Regions from separate parts of the Triticum aestivum genome. Here region 2 is linked to region 1. A link is a contact called in public Hi-C data. All regions are on one chromosome and are shown on one strand. The core of a region is the stretch at or near the end of the contact, and the rest is flanking DNA. Distances in the headings are between cores, read along the strand shown.

The links. A called contact is a pair of places that touch in the nucleus more often than the background predicts.
Region 2: a contact with region 1 is called in a Hi-C map of leaf, with 7 times the contacts expected there. The contact joins the promoter of LOC123092332 here to the promoter of LOC123092330 in region 1. A contact is called at or near these places in 2 of 5 Hi-C or Micro-C datasets (both in leaf).

What each region holds. Positions count from the first base shown.
Region 1 is chr4B:397,779,658-397,786,074 of IWGSC CS RefSeq v2.1, reverse strand. It overlaps LOC123092330 (ATP-dependent Clp protease proteolytic subunit 5, chloroplastic), which reads left to right and starts at 4,228. Exons shown (of 9, transcript XM_044514076.1): 1 at 4,228-4,453; 2 at 4,530-4,625; 3 at 4,847-4,967; 4 at 5,073-5,165; 5 at 6,131-6,176; 6 at 6,251-6,323. The coding sequence starts at 4,356. It overlaps LOC123092331 (protein SEMI-ROLLED LEAF 2), which reads left to right. Exons shown (of 20, transcript XM_044514078.1): 12 at 1-83; 13 at 337-486; 14 at 732-807; 15 at 893-1,017; 16 at 1,623-1,814; 17 at 1,958-2,098; 18 at 2,222-2,356; 19 at 2,706-2,906; 20 at 2,982-3,383. The coding sequence ends at 3,107.
Region 2 is chr4B:397,996,961-398,003,361 of IWGSC CS RefSeq v2.1, reverse strand. LOC123092332 (DEAD-box ATP-dependent RNA helicase 24) reads right to left here and starts at 3,902. Exons shown (of 5, transcript XM_044514080.1): 1 at 3,244-3,902; 2 at 1,334-2,562; 3 at 1,153-1,189; 4 at 638-1,061; 5 at 281-514. The coding sequence starts at 3,802. The coding sequence ends at 463.

The DNA of each region.
Region 1 (6,417 bases), core at 2,979-5,478:
GGGCACGAAAAAGCCCGGCTTATTTTTCAAAGTTGGTCTTCTCTTTCGTCGATCGATGGGCAACACTAGCTAGTTCTGCTGAGGTAACCCAGTCCTGCCCCATCCCCCCTCACCTCTGCGAGGGCCCTTGTTTTGTTGCGATGTATTACCTCCGCTCCATATTAGTTGACGCTCAGATGTATCTAGACGTAATTCAGTGGTACATACATCCGTTTGGGCGTCAACTAATATGGAACGGAGGGAGTATATATTTTTGGGTCTGGTTGGATCACTTAGAGGGATACACAACTCATTATTCATGATTACTGAAGAAAAAACTTTTGACCCATCTTCCAGGAAACCAAAATCGTCCTGTTAACTGAAGATCAAACAAATCAATTGCTGTCTGCATTTTGGATACAGGCCAATCAGACCGATAACACTCCTTTTAATTATGAGGCCATTGGTCATTCATACAGCCTCACTGTTCTTTCTTCCCGCCTTAAGGTACGAGTTCCTTTTTAAACTGTATCTTTGAAGTTTTCAAGTATATCCATGAAGAGTTTATCAAGTGGTTCTCATTTTCCTCATTTTTGGATAGCATTTTTTCTTTCATAAAGAGATACCTAGTCATGTCAATGGTCTCATCTTCTCTTTATGCTGCAAGAAATATATCCTTGCATACTATGGAAGGTCGCATTATCTTGGCTAAGTAAATTTCCAATGTTGAAATAGTGGTTTTGGTGCTGCAGAATTCAAGCAACAGTAATAACATTCAGTTCTTCCAGTTGCCTCTGTCCCTCCGAAGTATTGCTTTAACTCCAAGTGGTAGGATCTGCATAATGAAATTTATGATCGCCTGTTTCCTCATCCGCATCATGAAGTTGACTTGTCTTGTATGCAATTTTTCCAGGAGGCCTGCCCCCTTCTTGCCAACGGTCTATTTTTTCCTTAGCAACGAATATGCTGGCTTTTGCTGGAAAAGTCTGTCATATTGTTGAATTGGCAGAGTTGCTAAGGTGTTTTACCTCATCCAACGTAAGTACTCAGTTGTAGTACAGAAACTATTAAGATACCTCTGTTTTGTTTTTTCATGTGAAACTTCACTTCAGTTTTCTCAAAAGAAGAAGTATTACCTCTAAGGTGTTTTACATTATCTGGTGTAAGTTCTAGTACATATGCTAATAAGATACTCCTATTATGTTTCTATATGTGAAACTGTACTTCAGTTTTATCTAAATAAAAGTATTACTTCTAAGGTACTCCCTTCGTCCCAAAATAAGTGTCGCTGATTATTTTACATTATCTGATGTAAATCCTAAGTTCTAGTACAGATGCTAATATGATACTCCTATTATGTTTCTTTGGTGAAACTTTACTTTGTTGTTTTTTTCCAAAAAAATGTATACTTGCAGTATTTCTTGTGTGCAGCAACGCATGTGTTCGTATTAATGTTCATTGGTGTGCCTCACTTTAATGGTAGCTTTCTTGTTGCCTTCTGTGCCCGTTGCCCAATTATCTCTTCAATAACTTTTGCTTGTTCTACTCCCTCCGTTCATAAATAAGTGACACTATAGCAAATATAAAATTATCTTCAATTTCCTGAACGTTTGCTGAAAACTATGTTATCAATTTTTTCGCAGATTGATTCTTATCTAAGAATTGGTGAAGACTTGCAACTCTATGTAAGGTTGCAATCGGATCTTGGCAGCTATGGTTCTGAAAGTGATCAAGACGTTGCTAGGTCTGTACTTTCTGATTGCAGAAAGAAAGTGGGGATAAATGATCAGCGAGTGCTTGATGTGATTGCCTGTGCACTTTCAAATTTAACAGAGGTTAGTCCTGTGAGAATGGTTCAATTTTGTTGTCTATTTGCTGTTGACACTGCATTTTATAGCCCTAGTGAGATCATATACTGATGCTGTTGAAAGTGAAGGTAACGTACTATTTCCTAATGTTCTTATAACTGCGTTATCAGATGGACAAGGATGCACTGGCGAAGGAGCTCACAGAGATGTTTACTCCTGAAGAAGTTCCCTTGTTTGGTTCAAATTCAGCCCTTGACTGGGCCAACTTTCATGCGCAGGCATTTTCCGATGAATCCCTTTCTTTTGATGAGGTATGCCACTTACACAAAATGGTCCTTACTAATAGCGCAAAATTCGTTTCCTTCTTGTACTGTACGTTGCCATCATTAAAATGTATTTTTACGTCTCCTCATATGTGTCCTTTTGCATTGTAGGAGTGTTCAAGAACATCTTCGGTAGATGGTGGATTGCACGACTCACCAATTACAAATACTGCTAGCTCCACATCCAAGATTACGCTTCCTCATTCTGCTCCCCGTGTCCTGGGTGTTGGTCAGTTGCTTGAATCGGTGAGTACCTGTTGTGAAATTCAGCTGCTGTTGCACACGGTGACACAGTTTACTACTCGTTTTTTGGCTCATAGTTCTTGTGTGGTACCTGTTGTGAAATACATGTCACTCTCCTGAACTGACTGTATTGCCGTGAACCAATTGGCTTCTCTGTTAGGGTGATTTTTTCTTTTTTGAACACCCAATGTTGAATTCCTGGACCCGCCACCGCACGAGCCCCCTTTCACTTGCTACCTCTGTTTCAGTGTTCACATTTTCTTGTGTGGTAAAGCTAGTATAACCACCGCAAAACATTGTTATACCTTGTCTTTGCATTGGGTTCTGAGTAGTAGACTGTTTCTCTGGTCAGGCGCTGCATGTAGCTGGCCAGGTTGCAGGGGCATCCGTTTCTACCTCCCCCCTCCCATACGGCACAATGACCAGTCAATGTGAGGCCCTGGGATCGGGCACTAGGAAGAAGCTATCAAGCTGGCTCGTGAATGGCCACAACTCGACTCCAGACAATCCTGTGCCAAGCCTTCCCGCTGCCGATCATTTCATCCTTCCTAAGGTATGAAGATTCTACAAAGCCCAACCGGTTTACTCTGAATCTTGTTTTCACTTTTCACTAACAACATTTGTCCAGGTAAATTCCTGTGGCTTCGAGATGAACCGCACGTCATCAGAGCCGTGCTCCATGGTGAAGCTTCCACCGGCCAGCCCATTCGACAACTTCCTCAAGGCAGCTTATCGCACCCCGCAGGAGATGTGATTACCCTTGCCGTCGGAAGAAGTGCTAGACTGTAGTATCTAAGCTTTGAACACTAGTTTGTCTTAATGACTTGGCCTCCTGGCTGCGAGTAACATGGTATCAGTTGTTGTAGCGTATGTATGACCACGTGTATCTATCTATGTACTAAAACGGTTGTAGCGTGTGTGATCATGTGCACCGCAGTACTAGACGACTGTAACCTAGCGTGTCGTGTCTGTTGTCTGTAGCGAGAAGACTTGTGATCGAGACTAATGCCATGATCTGGGCATCTCTCCATTTCTCGTCCGTGTAGTCTAGAACGAGAAACAACAAAGCAAAATACGCCCGCTGAATCGTGGGACGGTGGGAATCACAGATGTGCCGCATCAGGTATCAGCTACTGCATGTTATATATTTGAGCAGCAGTCATTTTTGTGTATATCCTGAAAACGGGTTACACAAGTGCAATGCTTTAAACATTTCACAATTGTTAAAGGTATGCGCGAGTTTAGGACATGCTTCATTGATGTCTAACTTTTCCACAACTAATCATGCGCACACAACATGTGGCCAACATACTGACCACAAGAAGCATACGGCTACCCCTCAAAAAAAAAAAAGAAGCATACGGCTGACGAAGTGTGACAAAATCCCAATTGTGGCAATAAACTCAACATGTGTAGAAAGAATTGTAGGCGACTAGCTTTAGTTGACAGCTGACTAAGTAATATTTATTTTTTGTTAGAGCGTGACTAAGATTTAAGGTGAGAGGCTTATTTTTTGGACCGGAATATTTAGCAAACGTTAGATTTTTAGGCAAGGCAAATCGAATGTTTTTCATGGCAAATTATGTTTGCCGAGGGTGGCAAGTTTAGTTGGCGAGCATGGCAGCCAGAAAATTGCCATGCTCGCCAACTAAATTTGTCATCCTCACACCAACATAAATTGCCATGAGGAACGTCAGATTTTTAGCATTTCCCTTTTTTAATTTTTGGGGGAGGGTGAGAGGCTTATTTTTCTTATTTTATTTTATTTTATCCTACAAACGAAATGTACAGTACTATCGATCTCCCGCACAGTGTAAGCCCAGGCCCATAGCTAAACAAGCCCACACTCTTACTGCGACCCGCGTCGTCGGGTCTTCTTTCTTCGCCCACAGTCTCACTGCCATCTTCTAAGCACTCTTCTTCCCGGATAAGAAGCGCAGCCAAAGCCCCCCTCCGCCCAAAACCCCCACCGGCCACCGCGAGCTCTCTCCTCGCCCCGCCCATGGCGACCTCCACCGCCTCCTCCTCCTCTCTCACCGCTCCTCTCCTTGGCCCCAAACCTAGCCCCAATCCGCCCCCCAGATCCCTCCCGCTCCTCAGGTTCCCATCTCTCCCGCACTGTTCCTCCCCGCTTTCCAGTTCCAACCACTCTGCCCTAACCATGTCCGCCTCGCAGGAATCGGAGGTGCGCTCGGTCCGTGGCCGCCTCTGCCGGCGGCGGCGGAGTGGGACTGCACGGGGCTGCTCACAGGCGCGGGATTTGGTCGATCAGGTGAAGTCAATTCCACTCGCTTCTTCCCTTTCGCGCTTCCTGTAGTATCCTGTTAGACTCTGACGATGTATTTCCGTTAGCCCGGTTTCAAAACGAAAAGGTGAAGTCAATTCGTGGCAGCAAGTTTTGCAGTTTCGCGTCGTCTGTTTGGTATGCTGGACGAGGTTCAGTTAGGGATCTATAAGGGTGCTGATGGCGCTGTGTGTGTGTGTGTCTGCCAGGGATGACTTGCTGATGCCTAGGTCGCCCTACTTCCCCGTGGAGGCCGCGGGGCAGGAGCGCGGGCCCTCACCCATGGTGATGGAGCGGTTCGAGAGCGTCGTCAGCCAGCTCTTTCAGCACGTACGGGAATACTGGACTCTGTGAAAAATTGTTTCATCTCCTCTGTAGAGCCATTTTGCGAGTGTAATCTGCGGTGTGTGAACATGTGCACGCGTCCTGCTGCAGAGAATTATCCGATGCGGTGGACCCGTGGAGGATGATATGGCCAATGTCATTGTTGCGCAGCTGCTATACCTAGACGCCGTCGATCCTAACAAGGTAAGTTGTGAAAAATGAAACTCTCTCCTTGTGCGCAATTCCTAATTCCTGTCCCAGATGAATAGTTATCTTGGCAGAAGCTTTTTTATGATCTATTCATCCCAGCCTACTTTGGAATTGCTGATCTGTATATCAATTATCAAAGGATGTAGTATGTTGCTTTAGCTTCAAACACATTATAGGGCATCACACTACACACACGTAAGTGGAACTTGTGCCCTAAGTTGTTATTTCAGGTGAAGTAGAGTGGCACTGTGGTTCTTGGATGCGCTTCCTCTATTAAAGGAAAATCACTTGACTTCGTAGGAAACAGTTCTATTTATCTGGACCCTAGTTTGTCAATACCTATGCGACTAAGGTGCTGGAGTTATCAACTGTTACTGGTACTTTTGTATTGCTGCTACATCATAGTGCTTAGGTTTTGAGCTGCCTAGGTAGGCCTGGAATTGAGTATATATTCTTATGATCTTGTGATGATGGTAAATTCAAACAAATGAATCTCTCTTCCTTCTGTTGCAGTTTCTTATTCCTAGATCAGTAGTTTTCTGGTCAGAAGCTTTACTCTAGAATTGCTGATACGTATCCATTATCAAGGGAAGTAATAGCATGTTGCTGCTTTATCTTCAACACATTATAGGGCCTTCTTGCACCATCAGCGGAACTTGTAAACTAAGCCAAGTTATTTCTGGATGTAAAATAGAGTGTGACACTCTAGTTCTTGGATGTGTTTCCTCTATTAAGGAAACTACTTGATGTTGTAAAATAGAGAGGCTTCATTCTGCTTTTCAAGGAATGCGGCGGAAAAATCTCTGGAATTTATCTGGATATCTTTCCTACTAGAATTTATTTGTTAAAACTGTTACTGGTGCTTTTGTATTGCCGCCGTATCTTAGTGCTTAGGTTTTGAGCTGCCTGGGCAGGCCTTAGACTTGGTGATATAATTGGTTCTTGTCAATTTTGTGTAGGATATCATTATGTATGTGAATTCTCCAGGAGGATCGGTGACAGCTGGTAATAACGCACATTCATATTTGTAATCAGTTTATTCTTTCTTAATAACATCAATTTATTTTGTTTCTATTAAGGGATGGCCATATTTGATACAATGAAGCATATCAGGCCTGATGTTTCGACGGTTTGTATCGGACTTGCTGCAAGGTACTCAGTACTGACATCTTTGTGAAATTATTTTATTAGAAAATAGATGATTGGTTCAGATGTAGGATGCTTTATAGTTTGCACATTGCATAAA
Region 2 (6,401 bases), core at 2,653-5,152, 220 kb before region 1:
TCACGTCTCCAGCAACAACAAAGCACATTAAAAAGAAAGTAATGTGGCCACAAGCAAGCAGGCACACAAGAGATACATCACATGATTCCTCATTTCGGATGGTTTATTTGAACTGCAACTCCCCGGCATCTCTATCCTGATTTCATAAGAGATGATATGTAATGGTTCCGGAGTCAGCAGATTGACATACTTTTTGTAATGACACTGACCAAAGAGTAGAAGATTAGTGTGCCTAAACTTAAGGCAAGAGATGATAGGTGTCTCAAAACCAAATTTACCATACTCGATAGTGATCTCCACATTTTGATAGGACAAACATAAAGAATAGACAATTCAGTTGGGTGTAGGAACAGCAATTTTATCATTCACATCATGTAATCTACAATCTACAACAATATGTTCCGTGAAGGTAACAAAACAAAACTGGAGGCAATTTTGGTACATTTGGAGTTCAAAAGCCTACTAGCGATCCCACCCAGATGGCCGCTTTCTCTCCCTCCGTTGATCCTTCGAGCTGCAATATACGGGAATTTTGAACGGTGGTTAGCACACTGAATACTGAGCATGGCCAAGTACTAGTACTGGAAATATCAGCAGGATGATTATCTGCACCGACTTATCATCGCGAGCCACATACCTTTCAGGGTTTGTGTTCCCGTTTTCGTTAGTGTTTCCTGCTGGCCTGGACGCAGGAACAAATGAGGGCGCCGGTGGTGCTGGTCTCGCTGCACCTGAATCCCCTCCTATGGTACCACCGGAAACAAAACCACGAAGTGCGGGTTTTACAAAAGGTGCACCCCTCAAAGGTGCACTGTTGCCTGGCGCACTCGAAGACGCCGAGACAAAGCTACTCTTAAAATTTTGCATCATCCCCGTCTTCAACACGTTTACAGTGGCAGATCTTGGAGCAGGTACTTGTGGCCCTGATTCAGAACCATAGCCAATGCCAAGGCCAAAATCAACTCCACGTATGCCACGCCCACGCCCACGCGCACCGCCACCCCCGCCGCCGCCCCCACCACCACCTCCACCACTCTTTCCTTTGCCACCTTTCTTCCCACCTGGTCAAGCATAATTATTTCGTTAGTATAATCAGTTTCCAAAAGGATGCATCTATATCACCTCCTGTGTAACTAAATAAACAGGACGAACCTTTTCTGGAGTCACGGTTAGCTCTGAACCTGCCATCCTGGAATTCAAACAACAGTCGGTTTAGAATAGGGGTTGTACTCATGGTAGGATGACTAGGCAAACTATAATAATAGTACGTATTTTAGCAGCTGACAGAACAGAGAACACGTAAAATTCACAAAATAAGTTACCAGGAACCCACCTTCATTGCCAGGTCCATAAGTTCGTTGGGCACATCTTGACCAGCAGCAATTAAACTATGAACCAATTCACCTGCAAATCGTGATTCTTTCTGTGTAATAAGAGTATATGCGGTGCCATCTTTATCACCAGCCCGGCCAGTTCTTCCAATGCGGTGAATATGCATATCCATTTCTTTTGCAATATCAAAGTTGACAACTGTTTTAATTGACTTTATGTCCAGACCACGTGCAGCAACATCAGTTGCAACAAGAACATGGTAAATCCCAGACTTGAACTTCTGCAGTGTCTCCATCCGAGATGCTTGATCCTTGTCACCATGAAGTGCAGCAACTTTGAATCCATGCTGATTCAACTGGTTCTCAACCTCATCGACTCGAGCCTTCTTAGTTGCAAATACAAGCACGTCTCCATCATCAATCATACCAGGCATTTTCTCGAGAAGCCATGGCATTTTCTCAGCATCAGAAGGGAGTACATTCACAACTTGTTTAATGTCTTCATTAGCACTACCAACTTGACCAACTGTGACTCGAATAGGGTCAGTCAAAATTTCTCTAGCCAATCGTTCCACTTTGTATGGCATTGTTGCAGAAAAAAGCAAGGTTTGTCGGTCTGGTCTAATTTGACCAACAATGGATCGTATCTGAGGCTCGAACCCAAGATCAAACATGCGATCAGCTTCATCAAGAACCAGATAAGTTGCCCTAAACATCTTCAGTGCCTTCATCTTAAGCAAGTCTATCAGTCTCCCTGGGGTAGCAACGACTATTTCACAGCCTGATTTCAGTTCTTTAAACTGTTCAAATTTGGAAACACCACCATAAACAGCAGCAACTTGAAGATTGTAAGGCTTTGCAAACTTCTTAGCTTCGAGATATATCTGATGTGCCAATTCTCTTGTTGGAGCACATATGACTCCTATTGGACCTTCTTCCTTCTGAAGCTCAGGCTGATCCATAATGTGAACAATCATAGGGAGTACAAATGCTGCGGTCTTGCCTGAACCAGTTTTCGCAATACCAATGATATCTCTACCTGAAAGGACAATAGGTAAAGCCTGGCACTGAATTGTTGTCGGCTTTTCATAACCCTGCTTGGCAATAGCATTCATCAATGGAACAGGAAACCCACAATCCTCAAAGTTTTTAACTGGCCTTGGCACATCAAAGCCTGAAACCCGGATTGCCAAACTTTTCATATAATCAGACACCTCTTCCACACTCATCCCTACAAGAGACAAATAGAGAAATTCAATAAATACCTTCAAGTAGGAATTGCCAAACCATAAACAATGAGCAAGAACAACCAGCAAAAGTTATAATCAATTTACATCATGCTAGTTCGCACAAACATGTACAAGTACTTGCAAGATTTCAGTTGCAATGGCTTGTAACATAAAGAGACTTCATTACACTAATTATTTAGCAATGTCAGCAGACGGGGAACGAGACACCAGATGCACAACAGAAATGTATCAATTTCTTAAGAAATTGATTAGCAATCAAAGTGAATACAGCGCTGAAAAACAAAGCAATATTATGGCTCTCTGACTGTTGTCTCACGGAGGGTAACTGGAGACTGGCGATTGTGTAAAGAAGTGATGACGCGGTGCCTGCCATCTCAAAATAACAGAGATGCATCTATTCTAATAGCCAACACTCGAACAATAAGCATGGAATTCAAAATAGTGATCCCGGACCCTTGTAGGGCATCATTTTTGTTCACAGCCAACAGAACATTTGGATGTTAGCATCCAATATAGACTATTCTGGTTCATCCCTTGTGACCTCTGGTCAGGCTTCATATGGTGAGATCAAACTGAAGTAGCTTAACAGTGTAACCTACACAGGACGCCAATTTAACAGTTAACGATACATAAGCTCAATCAAACGGTAAGATATGCTTCACCTGAAACTGACGGCTTCTCCTCGTAGAAATCCTTGGTGAAGGGCTCGTACTCGATGGTCGAATGGTCCAGTGGTGGTATGGGCTCTATCTTCCTCTTGTCGACTACTATGGAGTTGTCGTCGGAGTCGTACTCCATCATGCCGGCGTCGACGGCCTTAGCGGCAGCGTACACCTCCTCGTCGGAGTTATACCCAGCGTTCATGACGTCGGCAGCAAGCGTGAGCCCGGCGTCCTTCTTGGCCCGCAGGAAGCTCTCCATTGGGTCGTCGTCCTCATCGGAATCCGCGGGGCGGAGTGCCTCGGGCTTGGGCGGCGGGGGCGGCGCGCGGATCTCCTCCTGGATCTCTGCCATGAACGCGTCGAGCGGGTCGATCTCGTCGTCCTCCGCCTTGCCGCCCTCCGCGGCGTCCGAGGGTGCGGCTGCGTCGTCAGAGAAGGCGATGTCGTCGAGGTCGTCATCGGCGGGGACGTAGAGGCGCGGCGCGGGTTGGGAGCGCTCGAAGCTGTATGGGGTGGGACGCGGGATGCTGAAGCCCTCGAGCCTCGGTCGCTTCGACATGGACGGCGGGCAAGGTGGAGGTAGCGACGGTCTAGCTAGGGTTTGTGTAGCGAGGCGGGGAGGAAGACGATGGACACGGAGGGGTCGGAGAGAGCTTGGCGCCGGTTGGTTGGGTCGCTCGTGTGGTGGGCCGGGTACTGGACGGGTCTGACGCGCCCGTGGGCTGAAGTCGGTTGCGGCATAGCTTATCAGGCCGAGTGTTGTTTGATTGGCAACGGCGGTTGGGCCTCGCCGACTCACCAGTTCACCCTTCAAGCTCCTGTGACCGAAATCAGAGTACTAGACTCAAAAAAAAAACTAGTTAAGGAGTACTCTTTTAAAGATCACTTTCACCTTTTCATGTGCGTCATTTGTCGCAACCTGAGATTTTTTTTTCATACATCTGTTTATTCAAAACATTTTTATCTCTTAAATCGTGCATCCAAATTTTGAACCGTTTGGTTTCTCACGTCGAAATCTTCAAAAGTAGAACTCATATTGATAGGTATTGAAGATTTTTTGTTTTCACGAAAAAATCGAGCCGGAAGCATATTTTTTTTCCTTTCTGAAAGAGGCACAACCGTGCCTCTCGCGAAAGCGCAAACGTGACTCTCGCGAAAAGAAAATAGAAAACACATTTTTTCGTTTCTGAGAGGCACAGCCATGCCTCTCGCGGAAGCAAAACCGTACCTCCTGCGGAAGAAAAAAATAGAAAAGACATTTTTTTGTTGTTTTCGAGAGGTGCGGCCTCTCACGAGATCACAATCGTGCATCTCATGGAAGAAAAAGAAACAGAAAATGCGTTATTTTCGTTTTCGAGAGGCACGGCCGTGCCTCTCACGAAAGCATAACCGTGTCTTTCGTGAAAAAAAACAAAAAACGCATGTTTCCCGTTTCTGAGAGGCATGGCCATGCCTCTTGCGGAAAAAAACATGTGTTTTGCACAAATTTTTTCCCAAAAACTAACACAGACCGGTGGAAAACCGAAAAAAATCGTTTAAAAAGCCAAAAACATGTAGGAAAAAAATCCGAAGGGAGCGCAACAGTGGCGCACTCTCAACCTACCCCCAAGTGATCGCTGGGAGCTCCTGAATGACCAGCTCAAAAGAACAAATTCCCCTAAAAAGGCTTGAAAGAACAAATAGAGAAGTAGCTCATGCCCCGGAAGTCGCCTTCTACTCCCAAGCTCGTTTGAACTCGAGATGAACAGTAAATTTTGAAATAATGCAAACAAAATTTTAAAATCTGAATTTTTTTCGGTGAAAACTTTAACAAATGTTCTCAGTGCTTGGAAATTTTCATACTGAAACAACATTCGTAGAAGTCATGGCAAAAAAAAAAAGCAAATCAGCACTTTTGGAGCATCGATTTTGTTCTTTTACCAGGACTTTCAGAAATGTCATTTTATGATAAATTTTTACAAACACAAAAGATTTGTCTTTTGATTTTTTTTTCAGTTTTACTATTCATCAGAGAGCATTTGAACTCGGGAGTACATGCTCCATGTCCATCATGCCCAGCCTAGTTGGACTACTTCAACCCCTCAAGAAAAAAGGTTGGACTACTTCAAAAATAAAAGAATAAAAGTTAGACTCGGTCTTCAGGCGTGATGTGATCTATGCAATGCTGCAAAGTAGTACTCGTAGTACCCGTCAAAAAAATAATAGTACTCATAGTACATACCGCTATCTCCTTCTTATTTTTGTAAGGAACATACCGCTATCTTCAAAAGAAAACTAAAAAATAATGTAGCTTTTGTCGAACAAAGAGAAAGCTGCATCAAACGAAGTTTTGAAGTCCTTGACATCAAACGTCCCGACAAATCATCATACTTGTTAAACGAATCCAATGGAGTGTACTGAAAAGAAAATCATTGAACATCGTAGTTAGGCCCGCAGGTAGCATTATAGTTGACCAAACGTACACAATTTGACTGGTGGCCACTTTACAATTTTCCAATTTCTAATAAGTCCCACTACAGAAGCTAGACCTAGGATGTATCGGTAATATATCTTATAATAGGAAAAGTACTCTCCACTACACTTACATTAGTATTTCTTCGATTCAAAATAGAGGACCAATTTGTATTTCTAAAACATCAATTTGTTCAATAAATTATGAATTGTATAACCCGTAAAAAGTGTACATTGAAATTTTGTTTTAAATCAAAATTCATTGATATACTTCTCCATAATATGAGTGGTCCAGTTGATGATTAGAGCGGACCTTCTTAGAGAGACAGAGGAAGTAATAAGTTTTTCGTGCTTATAACAAAAGTACCTTTCTAAACCCCTCAAGTTTTAGTGGGACCATCCCCACTAAGAGACTTCGATTAGTAATGAACAAGCAGTTGTAACCACACTACCGGTTACTACATTACTATTTGTCCCAAGTACTTCGCTAAACTTGCACTAATCTATACTTTGGGAGGAGGCATTTGTCATTGTCGTCAACTTATCATTAATTATAGTTATCTTGTCTCAGTCTTGATGGGAGGTACCCAATTGGCCAATTTTCTTCTTCTTGAAACCAACCCAAAAACACTTTAGTAGCATTCACGAGTAACAACTAAAGGAAAAACACATGCTGAATGAGACCAGTTATCAACGTGGTCATACCT